Regions from separate parts of the Xenopus laevis genome. Here region 1 is linked to region 2. The links are chromatin contacts, called in public Hi-C maps. All regions are on one chromosome and are shown on one strand. The core of a region is the stretch at or near the end of the contact, and the rest is flanking DNA. Distances in the headings are between cores, read along the strand shown. Region 1 overlaps sms.L (spermine synthase). Region 2 holds the start of mbtps2.L (membrane-bound transcription factor site-2 protease).

Region 1 (2,755 bases), core at 60-2,559, 73 kb after region 2:
AGTATATTGTCCCTGCTCCCACAGGCCAATACTCAACCATTCACTAATGCTTTCAGTGAAGCCACTAGTGACAGTTTGACACTGTCTTGCTTAATTTCAGAGGCCAACAATGATCTAGGTTAGAAGAATAGAAGGCACAGAAAAAAGGTGCTTCAGAGATCCATAAACAGCAGTGCAAGGAAAGTCATTCTTTATTGAGCATTTATGGTGGAAATAAAGGAGGTCTAGTCAGTTTATATTCTGTTTATTGTCAAAATTGCAGAAAGCCGTCAAGGTGCAAGCATTTCTAATAGGCTAGTAAGGTCTGAATGCCCAAGCTCTGTATAGTGATTATATTCCCTGGATTTCTTAACCTCTTGTGCCCCCTTGTGGTGAAACCTCTATAGTTTTAGATTTTTTTATGTGGAACTGGAATATTATTGGATGCCTACTGAAAAAAGAAGAATATCCTATTTGATAAAGGAACTGTGATTTTTCTGACAGCTTGCCAAAGCAAGCATTCTCAAGATCTCCCTTCATTACAGTAGAACCCCCATTTCACGTTTTTCAGGGGACCAGAAAAAAATGGTGTAAAATCCGGGAAAATGTAAAATCAGGGAAATATATTATGCATAATATATAGGTGGGAGCGCAAAACAGCAATGTAAAATGAGGGAATGTACTTATTTCCACTGGACATAAGCGTTGGCAGGTGGAGAACAGAGTTAAACCACCAGGTCACTTGAAATAGCTGTAGCAACTTTGATCTTGACTTTGCCGTGAATGGTATCATCACGAAACATGGAAGTGGAGTTCGGGTTGGCACCTGACCTGTCATAATGATGCATTACAACAATGTTATTATAGCAAAGATAAATTTCACATATAGGACAGCCAATATTTGTTTTTGGTGAAAACATGTCAACCCTAAGTAAAACCAGGTCAATGATACAATGTAAAATGGAGCCACATGATGGTGGCACACAATAAAGACACACGGTGACTTTTGGGTGGCATCAGTGCTTGTTAAGTTGTTAATTGATTGTGGTGATTGTAGTGTATGAATTACCTTAGCAGCTTCATTCACCATCTGCATCCTTTTGTATCAGTTCTCAGGGCTGGAACTAGGGGTAGGCAGAGTAGGCACGTGCCTAGGGCGCAAAACTGGGGGGGTTGCCTACCCCTTGTCCGGTCCCCTCACTTCCTGTCTTCTTGCGCTTCCGCGCATTCGCACACATCGTTTGACGCTTCTGCGCACGAACACCGCGTCAGTGCACGCATGCGCGCCGGTGTCAACCGGACAGCTTCAATTCGCGCATGCACGCGCTCAGCCGGCGCCGCGGCTGGCCAGGTTGCCTAGGTCGCCTGCCCGGTCTGGCCCGGCTCTGTCTGTTCTATACAAACGTATAGTCTCAGAGAAAAATAGTGGTGTAATAGGACTTCAGTCGTGCTGCTTTTGTCTAATGACTTTACAGTAAACTATAGCATGCAGAGTCCTATACAACTTTTTATATCAAATGCATGTGTTGGTCTTTATATATTGGTTCCTTTAAATGCATAGACATTATAATAAGAATAAGGATTTCTCTTTTTTTTTTTCTTTTATGTGTTTTTTCTCTCTTACAGATTACCAGCTCTTGTTCGAGGTGCCCCGGTAGACAGATACTGGCCCACTGCTGACGGACGCCTGGTTGAGTACGACATAGATGAAGTTGTTTACAGTAAAGAATCGCCTTATCAGAATATAAAAATAATGCACTCAAAGCAGTTTGGAAATATTCTTATTCTCAATGGAGATGTTAGTAAGTACAGCGCAGAAATTATACACAAAAGCAAATGGTAACTCACTGGATGTAAAATGAATATTAAGCGTAAACTACACTAACAGATATGTAATTTAATTTTTGGTAAAGACTGTACAGGTATTGGATACGTTATCCGGAAACCCTTTATCCAGAAATCTCTCATCTCCCAACTCCATTTTATCCAAATAACCCACATTTTTAAAAATTATTAAATTGTTCTTTATAATAATAAAACAGTAGCTTGTACTTGATCCCAACTAAGATATAATTAATCCTTAATGGAAGCAAAACCAGCCTATTGGGTTTATTTAATGTTTAAATGATTCTCCAGTAGACTTAAGGTATAAAGAAGTCCCTGATCATTCTGGATAACAGGTCCCATACCTTTATCAGCAATAGAGGAAACAATTAGCTAAAAGGCAACATTTGCATCCAATCAAACACTTGTCACAAAGTTATACACTCTTCTCTATCTATCTATTATGATCTGCATGGCGTCGAAGATGGGTGATCCTCCCATACCTGAGACATGCTGTGTTCTATGGCTTTGTACAGAACTACTGACTTCAATATATGAGCCAATGCTGCTAATTTTGGGGTCTCTTGGTAGACCTTTAAGTCCTCTAAATTAAGCAGTTGACTTTTATAAGATATATATTTATTATACTCACTTTAATGTTGCAATGCCTGTTCCCTGTCTTTATTCTGCAAATCCCATATTAGACACTTAAAGGCACATTTAGGAAAATTTAAGAATTGCCACAGTTTTCGTCACTTTGAAATGGCAAACCCCATCCCATGCCTTAAAGAGGTTGTTCTCCTTTGAGATCACTTTTATTATGATGTAGAGAATGATATTGTGACACAATTTGCAATTGGTTTTCATTTTTTATTATTTGTGGCTTTTGAGTTATTTTAGGCTTTTATTCAGCAGCTCTCCACTTTGCAATTTTATCAATCTGGTTGCTATG
Region 2 (2,700 bases), core at 161-2,660:
TCCCATACCTATGTCTTATTCCCTTCCTTTTAGATTGCAAGCCCTCTTGCACAGGACCTTCCTCACCTTTTGTACCTGTTTTGTTTGTGATGTATTTAACTTCATAAGTTCTACGTATGTGATTTAGCTGTATAAACACATTTACTTTATAGTGCTGCGAAATATGTTGGGGCTCTATAAATACATGTTAATAATAATAGTATAAGGATCAAATACTGGTGAGATGAGGTGATATTTACAAAAGACCATAAGGGATTGATGCTCTTTTTGACCATTGCTACAATGCATTTTAAAATGTGGTTGACGTGACGTTAAGGCACTACTACTGCTCCAGTGGTAAATTAGGAAAGCAACTGCAGCCATTCTTCATACCCTTAAAATTACAGGAGAGCTCAGCTGATGCAGAATTATATGCCGTTACGGAGTTCCATTATATATACACCGTGCAATAGTTAAATCGTTTTCATATTGATAGCTGGAGCTGAATGACATTTTTTTCATCTATATTGTAATAGAGTTATTTCCACACCAGACAGCAAACATTTATCACAGAATAACATTTATAAATTGTGTCAGATATGTCTGGCTAGATATAAAAGAGGGCTCTGTTGTAAAGTGCAAAGGCTGGGGTCCTAAAGGTGGCATTATATAAAGGTGATGGGCAAACTGTTTTTCTCAGCATTCTACTGGCACCTATTTGCACTTTAACAATAGATGGAGGACTGCAGGTTGCCGGTTGGGCATCCTTTAATGGGGTGGTTCAAATGTTATAGAGTTGCTAATTTTAAGCAACTTTTCAATTGGTCTTCATTTTTTATTTATTTTTTCTAATTATTTGTCTTTTTCTTCTGACTCGTTTTAGCTTTCAAATGGGGGTCATATCTATCTATCTATCTATCTATCTATCTATCTATCTATCTATCTATCTATCTATCTATCTATCTATCTATCTATCTATCTATATATAGTAACATTTTGCAACCTCTATTATGCAGTGTACAACCTTTGTGCCGGTATCTACTTCCCTCCACACTTGAGTTTACTATGAGGCAAAAATACCCTGATTTCAAGCGCTGTAATAAACCTAATGTTATGTTAATAACTCAATGGCCCTTTGGGCGCCCTAATCTCCATTGGTTCCTTCCCCATCAGTCGCAGTCACAGAGTCTGCATCCTCTATAGCTAATGTTGTTATTAGCAGGTAGATGGCAAACTGTTGCTAGATTCCAGCACATATCAGAATTTATTCTTTATTAACCATAAATAATACAAGACTTGCAAAATACATCCGCTTTCTTACAAACGGATACAGTAGCAGTCACTTGTATTTATATTAGGCTGAGGCTGGCTTAGCCTGAACATTCTCTTCCGCCAGTAACAAACATGGAAGAATGCGGTTTTCGCTGACAGCCAATAAGAGAAGCATTCTGATAGGTACTATGTCCGGAAACGTCCCATGTGGAACAAACACATAGATCAGGAGGATACCGGGAGTTATTCGTTCCGCTGCTATAGAATTTGAATATTCTCAATGGCTCTGCTTCTGGTTCTTCCGCAATGATTCCGATATCGCTGGTTGTGGTGGTTCTCGGGGGATGGTGCGCAATTTACTTGGCTGACACCTTTCTGACGGTGAGGCATTTAAAGGCCGGACTGTTCCACGTATAATGAGAGGCGGGGAGGTATTCATGGTGTCACACGCGGGTTTATCAACTTTAGGGTGACAACAGTGCAAAAGGCTAAATACCTCCTCCTCATGGACAATTGTCATCACCGAAATGTGCTTCCTTGGGGGCAGACTGGCAGTTGACCCCATGAAGTCTATGGACAAGTATATAGTCTATGGACAAGTATATAATCAAGTATATAGTATATGGACAAGTATATAGTCAAGTGTATAGTCTATGGACAAGTATATAATCAAGTATATAGTTTATGGACAAGTATATAGTCAATTGTATAGTCTATGTACAAGTATATAGTCAAGTATGGACAAGTATATAATTAAGTATATAGTCTATGGACAAGTATATAGTCTATGAACAAGTATATAGTCTATGGACAAGTATATAATCAAGTAGATAGTTTATGGACAAGTATATAATCAAGTAGATAGTCTATGGACAAGTATATAATCAAGTATATAGTTTATGGACAAGTATATAGTCAAGTGTATAGTCTATGGACAAGTATATAGTCTATGAACAAGTATATAGTTTATGGACAAGTATATAGTCAAGTGTATAGTCTATGGACAAGTATATAATCAAGTATATAGTTTATGGACAAGTATATAATCAAGTATATAGTCTATGGACAAGTATATAGTCTATGGACAAGTGTTTCATGAACCTGCTGGCTGTTATTTTCCTACATCTGACTTATTTGGAAAATCTGGTAGTTGCAGTTTAGCAACATTAGGCAACTTCATTCTAGGGGACTGTACCTCACTCCTTCATATCCAAACACACATCGTGGCTATGGTGGGCCCCTGGCACTGGCAGAGATGGCTTTTATGTACTGACCTCATGCCATTAGGGTGATCATTTTTAACTTTAAAATGACAGTGTCCAGTTTAGGTCTTGCTTATTAGAACATGTGTACCTGAACCTTATCCATTCTGGTCCCTCCCAGTAATAAGGCCTTAGTTGTTGGGGCTGCATGTGTGCTCATACCTCCTCCATGATCTTTCAGGCCTCC

What was found. A called contact is a pair of places that touch in the nucleus more often than the background predicts.
Region 1: a contact with region 2 is called in a Hi-C map of the XL177 cell line, with 3 times the contacts expected there. The contact joins the enhancer-like site here to the promoter of mbtps2.L in region 2. A contact is called at or near these places in 2 of 4 Hi-C or Micro-C datasets (the XL177 cell line and the XTC cell line).

The regions. Positions count from the first base shown.
Region 1 is chr2L:45,103,307-45,106,061 of Xenopus_laevis_v10.1, forward strand. It overlaps sms.L (spermine synthase), which reads left to right. Exons shown (of 11, transcript XM_018246263.2): 5 at 1,606-1,781. Among protein-coding and RNA genes, the nearest start is that of sms.L, 26 kb to the left of the region's middle. Within about 2 kb of position 1,310, at least 1 of the 7 cell types and tissues checked has an H3K27ac peak or open chromatin away from gene starts, as enhancers often do.
Region 2 is chr2L:45,030,465-45,033,164 of Xenopus_laevis_v10.1, forward strand. It overlaps mbtps2.L (membrane-bound transcription factor site-2 protease), which reads left to right and starts at 1,411. Exons shown (of 11, transcript XM_018246260.2): 1 at 1,411-1,632. The coding sequence starts at 1,558.